Regions from separate parts of the Ovis aries genome. Here region 1 is linked to region 2. Evidence: chromatin contacts called from public Hi-C data. All regions are on one chromosome and are shown on one strand. Each heading gives the region's core, a stretch centred on a gene start, on an enhancer-like site or on the middle of the called end of the contact. The rest is flanking DNA. Distances are from core to core; before and after follow the strand shown. Region 1 overlaps PAFAH1B1 (platelet activating factor acetylhydrolase 1b regulatory subunit 1). Region 2 holds the start of PAFAH1B1 (platelet activating factor acetylhydrolase 1b regulatory subunit 1).

Evidence for each region. A called contact is a pair of places that touch in the nucleus more often than the background predicts.
Region 1: a contact with region 2 is called in a Hi-C map of hypothalamus, with 1.8 times the contacts expected there. The contact joins the enhancer-like site here to the promoter of PAFAH1B1 in region 2. A contact is called at or near these places in 5 of 16 Hi-C or Micro-C datasets (blood, hypothalamus, muscle and 1 more).

The regions. Positions count from the first base shown.
Region 1 is chr11:23,462,221-23,465,800 of ARS-UI_Ramb_v3.0, reverse strand. It overlaps PAFAH1B1 (platelet activating factor acetylhydrolase 1b regulatory subunit 1), which reads right to left. Exons shown (of 12, transcript XM_060395321.1): 12 at 3,319-3,580. Among named protein-coding and RNA genes, the nearest start is that of CLUH, 25 kb to the left of the region's middle. Within about 2 kb of position 2,165, at least 6 of the 54 cell types and tissues checked have an H3K27ac peak or open chromatin away from gene starts, as enhancers often do. A contact at or near this core is called in hypothalamus, where this site is marked.
Region 2 is chr11:23,394,755-23,398,657 of ARS-UI_Ramb_v3.0, reverse strand. PAFAH1B1 (platelet activating factor acetylhydrolase 1b regulatory subunit 1) reads right to left here and starts at 1,746. Exons shown (of 12, transcript XM_060395321.1): 1 at 1,363-1,746.

The DNA of each region.
Region 1 (3,580 bases), core at 916-3,415, 67 kb before region 2:
AGCATCCCCTGTGTTGCAAGGTGGATTCTTAACCATTGTACCACCAGGGAAGTCCCAGTAATCTTTTTAATGATGGCCATTTTGACCGGTGTGAAGTGATTATAGTTTTGATTTGCATTTCTATTAACTTTGTTGAGTATCTTTTCATATGCTTGTTGGCCATCTGTATGTGGGAAACTGTCTATTTAGTTCTTATGCCCCTGTTTTGATTGGGTTGTTTGGTTTTTATGTAATTGAATTGTATGAACTGTAAATTTTGGAAACTAAGCCCCTGTCAGTGGCATCATTTTCATTTTAAATGTGAATATTGTGAGAACTGGTAGACTTATGAGTAATTCCTACTTAGCCTAAAGGTGAGAATAAGGTATCCTGATGTGGCCTGAGTATTTTCTGGTCCCTACTTCCAGTGTCAACACTAGCAATCAAACAAGGCATGCATGATCAGGATACCTTATAGAGGACCAGGGGGCCTCCTCCAATGGAAACAACTACATTAAACAGGCAAACCCATTGATTAAAGAACTCACTGAGATGCAGGCCATTCAGGGCACAGTTACCCTAAGAATAGTCATTTCGGATAGAATGAATGAGGAGCCTTTCTGTGTTGCCAGTGTGGGCAAGTTGTTATCGATTCCCAGCCTCTACCTACCCCATTCCTAATGGTCACCCCACAGTGGAGTTGGCTGTATGGTGACAGAGAGGGCCTCAGGGGTGGGTGGGATGAGGGTCTTTCCTGTGTTACTAAAAGTAGGTTAAAGAATGTTTGTTTGAAAGATGTCAGAAGGCCCTCCCTACACTTAGTTAATTAGATGCTTATGCTTAATCTAAGCATAACCAGTTAAGGGAAAGAGCTAGTGCATTTGGGTTCAAGTCCTAGTTCACTCTTTAAATAGCTCCAGCTCCATACCCTTCGCACATGTAAGGCCTCACCCTAAGTGAGCCTCTTTTCTTGTAGGTAAAAATGTGCTAATATGCACCAGCAGGGGGAGGTCTATGTGAGGAAGAGGGTGTGTTGAGAAGTGTTGCCACCTGACAGGCAATCAAATTTTGGATATCGTCACTTCAGAGGACTGGTGACCCGGTGGGGATGATGACAAAGTGTTTTGAGAAAGTAATGGTTTTTTTATTCTTAGTAAGAGTGATCTCAAAACATTCCTAGGAGTGTCTGCATGGTATGTCTAAACAGTTTCAGGAAAATGCAGTCTTTAACTGTGAGTATGGCAAAGTGTTGAACTTATTCACTCAAAAATTCACTTTTAGTTATGTTTCTGATATGGTGAGGAAAAAATGAAGTGTTTCCATTCAGCCCCTTCATTTACTGGATTTATGTATAAAAGATCTTGGAAAAGCAGTTCTTTACTTTGGTGTAAGAGAAAATCCTTGCCCTTTTTCCTTGAATATAATTATCCTGTGTTTACATAAGAAATAATAAACTGGAGATGGGAATGGGAAGAAAAAAAATACAAAGGAACAAACCCATGTGTCAAACCGTCAGTGAAAAAGAGGTCTGAGTTCAAACCCCAGCTGGAGGGCCCATGGACCACCAGTGACTTGTCTTAATGTTTTCTTCAATGAAAATTTCGTTCAGCCATTTAGATCAGTGGTTCTCAAACTTAGCAGAATCAGAATCATCTGGATGGTTTGTTACAGTAGATTTGCTGGATCTCACCTGTCCATTGGCTTCCCAGGTGGCACAGTGGTAAAGAATCTGCCTGCCAATGCAGGAGATGCAAGAGACCCGAGTTCAATCCCTGGATTGGGAAGATCCCCTGGAGGATACGGCAGCCCACTCCATTATTCTTGCTCGGAAAATCCCACGGACAGAGGAGCCTCGCGGGCTATATAGTCCATGGGGTTGCAGAGTTGGGCACAACTGAGCACACATACACACACCACCACCACACCTGTCTAGAGGGCCGCAGAGTCACACAACGGAAGCGACAAAGAGTGTACCCATGCACCGTCTCGGATATAGCAGGTCTAAGCTGGAGCCTGAGAACTCCATTTGTGATGAGGTCCCAGGTGACACTGGAATAGGGAGCGCAGAGTCACTTTCCTCAGCAGTGAATTGCCCATCTATTCGCAAGACAAGGTTCACCAGACTAATAGACAGAGCTGCCACACCCAGGATACAGCACCAGTTCTCCACCAAATCTTCCTGACCTCATCCTATGTCAGGAACACACACAACCGTCAGTCTTGTTAAGCTTGGTGTGTGACAAACCAGTAGGTTTTGAACAGCTAAGTGCACTTCAGGATAGTTACACTCAAGCTGGAACTCCACCTTGAGGGAATGTGGTCAGGCTCATCTGAATCTGACTAGGGGAAAAGAACCCTGTGAGGAAATTGAAAAGCTGCAAAACCCAGGAAACTCTTATCTTCAAGCAAAGTTCTTGGTGCTCTTGGCCCAGCCTCTCATTTGGAGGAGCAGGGGGTAGAGAGGCCACTTTCCTAAAAGGCAGGATGACAGCTGGGGTGTAAGAAGCCACTACATCACCAACTTGTCCTTTGCTGAGACCTCACAGGTGCCCTAGACACTATGGATGCTAGCTGGGCAGTAGCACAGGGATGAAAAGACAGCGCATAGAAAGCCGTGGGGCATCTGCGGGAAAGGGTGGGGATTCTTGGTACATTTCGACCAAACTTAAACAGCATTAGAATAGACCCTCATGCTGGGAAGATTGAGGGCAGGAGGAGGGGGGTTACAGAGGATGAAATGGTTGGATGACATCACCCACTCAATGGCCAGGACTTTGAACAAACTCCAAGAGATGGTGAAGGACAGGGAAGCCTGATGTGCTTCAGTCCACGGGGTCCCAAAGAGTGGACACAACTGAGCAACTTAACTAGTTATCTCCAAGAATCCAAGACCACTGGACAGAATAAAAAGGCCCACTCATTAGCAAGCAAAAGGCAGTCGAGTCACTTCTCCCAGGGGGCCCTGACCGCCACTCCAGGACCAAATCCTTGCAAGGGGGTTTTAAAATGTCCTTCCTGGCCTCAGCTGTAGCCACTGTCAGAAACAGCTGCTGGAGGGAAGGGCAGAGCCTTAGAAAACGGCCTGAAACTGCTCAACCCAATGGGTTGTGCGAGCCGCTGCAGCTGCACTCCTAGCTCCCTCCCACAAAGCGGGTGAAGGAGGCAGACAGCAAAGGCAGAGCTGGCTCCGTCCTAAGGCAAGGCCCTGCTGCCCTGCCAGCAACTTGCTTTTTACTCTCCCTGTGACTGGTGCTGAACACAACCCTGCTTCCTACTGGGACTCAATTTAAAAGGTTTTTAATCTGTGCACAAAAACACCGGAAAAATAAAAATCACATCTAGTTTTATAGGCATTTAATAGTTTACCAATTGGTACAATAAGATTTTTTTAATATGCAGAAAACATGAATAAATCTTGTTTTACACAGTCTGAGAGCAACAAATCTTACTGTAAAACACAAGAGCAATATTATATACATTCCTTTACTGATTTTTTTAATTGTGTCAATATCTTCAGTTAACTCTTACAATCTGGGGAACGGTTTTCTCCAATCACCACCTCTGTAACTGTTCGTTCGCATGAGATCAACGTTCGCCTTCA
Region 2 (3,903 bases), core at 497-2,996:
ACTGGTATGAAAGGCCCAAGCACGGTCTCCTCCGCCCTAGGCTCAAAATGAAATTCACACAAAACAACCCACCCCCCAACAAAAATAGAATTACCAAAAACGGCACAATTGTTTTGTTTAGCCTTTAAAACCTTATAAATCTCAAGGATTGTGTGTTAAAGTAGAGGTCGGAAGAACAGTAACATCTTTCTTCTCTCCCGATTGCCTCTTAAGGAAAGGGGGAGGGGGGGACCTTGGCATGACATCGCCCATTGAGAACGGAGACCACAAATCTGGTTCTTCGCTTCCAAAGCACAATTTCTTAACCAAAAGACTGATATAGATTGGACCCAAACGGCAACCCCAAAAGAAAATTTCCCGTCTTCCTCCCAAGGAGTTTCTTGCTAAGTCACGGAAGAAAGGCAGAACAACAAATAAAGCCAAGCCACCTTCCTCCCTTGTCTCAGATGCTGAAAAACCTCCTCCTCCTCTCCACTCTTCTGTTTAGAGACGTGCTGTTAAAATTTGCCCACCACCTCAAAGGCATTTTCTCACCTGGGAGGTTAAGGCAGGCACTGCGTTTCCTATACGAGTGGGGAGATTCGAAGGAGAATGGCTGAGGGCCTCGAAGCTCAGTGTTACAACGTCAAAAGGCAGCTCCCGTTGAAGGAGCCGACGGCAGAAAAGAAAATCCTGCCGGATTTGGTGGGTGGATGCTGCGGATGGTTCGGTGGGGTCAGGCCGCTCCTCCTCAGTGGGTGCAGGGGCTGAACCACCGCACAGGGGAGCCAGGGAAAGGCTGGACCATCCTTCTCAGGTCAACTCCATCCTAAGGACAGGTGGGGGACGGAACGCCTGCAGGCCGGTGGACAGTGCCGAGGCGGCTTGAGCCCGCTCCCTGAGCGCCAGCCGCGGGGTGGGGTGGGGACTGCGGGGCTTCTCTTCCGCGGACAGGGAGAGGAGAGCCGAACCCTCTCCCCAAGATCTGAGAGCGACCTGCTCTCCACGCCCTTCCTACCCAAGAATACTTTTCTTGCTAAGTCACCAAGGGAGGAAGGCGATCCCTTCCCGGGGAAGGCCGCGGGTGGAGCCGCGGCGGCCCTGGCACCCCCAGAACCCGGGCCAGGGAGGAGGGGAGCGAGGGCAGCGCCCTACCCGGCCTGTCCCCCCCTCCTCCCGTGTCTCTCACTCAACGGCCGTCGCGGCCGCCATTTTGAGAGCGAGGAGAGAAGAAGAAGGAGGAGGAGGCGGCGGCAGGGGGAGGGGAGAATGGGAGGGAGGGGACCGGCGCAGCCACATCGTCAGGCCGCCGGGCCCGGCCCGCAGCCGCCCGAGCGCGGTGGAGAAGACATAAGGGAGGGCGCAGACCCTCGCCCGCCTTACCGGAGCGCTGCACCGCCGCCTCCGCAGGGCCTCTTCCGTCCTTCACTCCCATCCACCGGCGGGGGAGGGGGAGAGGGAGAGGGAAGGGAGGAAGGAGGGAGGGAGGGAAGGAGGGAGGGGGAGGATGGCGCGCTGGGCCCGGTCCCGGGGAGGGGGAGGGGAGGGGAGCGGGCGGGCTCCTCAGCCGTTCCGGGGCTCGAGCCTAAGCCCGCCGCTCGCGATGGCTCTGAGCTCGCGCCCGAGCGCTCCCCTCCTTCTTCTTCTCGCTCCCTGGACCCCGGGGTCGCTGCTCGTCCGCTCGCTCACTCGCTATCTCGGCCGCTGGACTCCGCCGCCGCCCCGCCGCTCCAGCTCCGTCTGTCACAGGAGCTGCCCCAACGCCCTGACGTCACCGCGCCGCCGCCGCCGCCGCCGCCGCCCCAGACCCGCGGGGAAGAGGGAGGGGAGGGGGGCCGGGAGCGGAGGAGGGGCTGCGGCGCATGCGCCGGCCAGGGCCGGGCCCTGAGCCGGGCTGCCTTCCGCTTAGCAGGCTGGCGGGCTGATGCTGCTTGGCGATGTAGAGAGCTGGGGTGGGGGACAAGTGTGCGCAAGAGGTACTTTCGCTCAGCACGCATCTCCAACCTGTGCAAAGGCTCTCAGTAACCTTTTCCTAGACCCTCGTCTGACTGCTGCGGCCCCTGGTGAACTCCGGCCGTCTTCACCTCCACGCCCTGCTCTTGCTCGCGAACGGAGAGCTCTCCGTTTTCCCCGGCCAACAGCAGGGACCATCTGGCACCGTGGATTCCGGGCCCCAGTGGGCTTCAGAAAGCGGAGCCCGGGCCAGGATATCGCCCCTTCTACCTTCGGCCTTCGGGTTTATTTCTCACGGACCGGGGAGAGGGACGGGGAGTAGATTGGGTTAGTCTGGGGAGAAGAGCTGTTGAGGTTAAAAGCCTGCTGGGATGCCTGGTTGTTAGAGATTTTTTAATTTGAGAAAATTTGCTTTCAGATGTGATTCAGCTATTCTTTTCCTTAGTCACACGCAGGCATACACACATCTGCGACTCTGGAAGTCTCGAAACTGATGCCCAAAGAAACACCTGGAACTTTATCCCTACAAGGCTTGAGCGCGCGCGCTCACGTGTGTCGTGTGTGTGTGTGTGTGTGTGTGTGTGTGTGTGTGTGTGTGTTTACTGTTTGGGGGAATGAAATAGATGGCAGATGAAATCTTGGAGATTTATAGGCAAATGTGTTCCACACAAACATTTGATTTAAAAGATGCCAGATTTGAGGTTCTAGATTATCCTACGTGGAATATTCTTTTATTAAGAGTTACCTAGTGTGATCATCTCATCACTAATTTATATTGTCCAAGGAAACTCTTTGCCTGAAACATAGGTTTAGGCTTGTGTTTATTGATTTTATTGTTTTCCTTTTGTAGGTAAATACATTACCTTTGAGAAACTACTGGGTTAATGGCAGAACCTGAATGTGTATCCTGGACCAGCAACATAAAGGAAGTGTGGCCTTGGTTAAATTACTGTGTCTAGCCCCGTTTCTCTGTAAAATAGACGTATAAATTATAAAGCTTTTGTGAGAATTAGGAAATGCTGCATGTGTATAGTATATGGCTTTAGTAGGGAGTCACAGGCAACTCATGTAACAATTACTTTTACTTGATAGCAAAATAAGTTTCCTTTTAAGAAGGTTTTAAGTCTCTAACTCTGCAGATGTTCAAGAAAAATATGAATGAATTGCCTGGAAGTTTTGGGTTCTACCCTTCCTGAAGGCAGGGAAGGAAATCAAATGGTCTCTGGTATGTCTTTTCCCGGTTTACAGTTCTGGGATTCTCTGGTTGGGCAAGGACAACAAAATGAGGCACAAAAGTCTGGTCTGTGCCGCATCCAGTAACTGTCAATAAAGCTGAAATAAATTAACATCCCTTGTTCTAAGAATCCATCTTAAGTTCACTTTTACCTTTTAAAGTGCATGTTATTGCCTGACATCACAGTATTAAAATTTAATCACCTGAGTATATCAGTTCTTTATTTCTTAAATGAATAAACTAAAAGCCAACAAAATTGCCCAGAAATCAGAATCACATTTATAAACACTGATTTAATACAAATAGGTAGCACTAACCCCAATACTTTGAGCTCATAGACTCAGGTAATCAGAATAATTTAAAATGTACATTATGTAATTATGAATTAAATTGAGATCAGGTTTTAGTTTTATAGCAATCCTTCAAAACACAATAGACTCACTTGGGAGGAATGCGTAAAAACTGTCCCTGGATTATAATTTTTCTGAAAACTGTGTGTGTGCTTAGCTTAATATGGAGAGATGTGTTCTGGTTCTCTGCACTTTCTTTTCAGTTTCTAAAGTGATAGATTCATCTTAACAAACACTTGTCTGTTGAGAATGGAGAATTAGGCCATCTATGCTATTAATCATAATTCATAAGAAGGACTTCTATAGAACCTACTGCATCCATTCAGGAAACATTTAATAATGAATAATTTGGGTAATGTTTCTTGAAAAACAGTGAGTGTAAACATC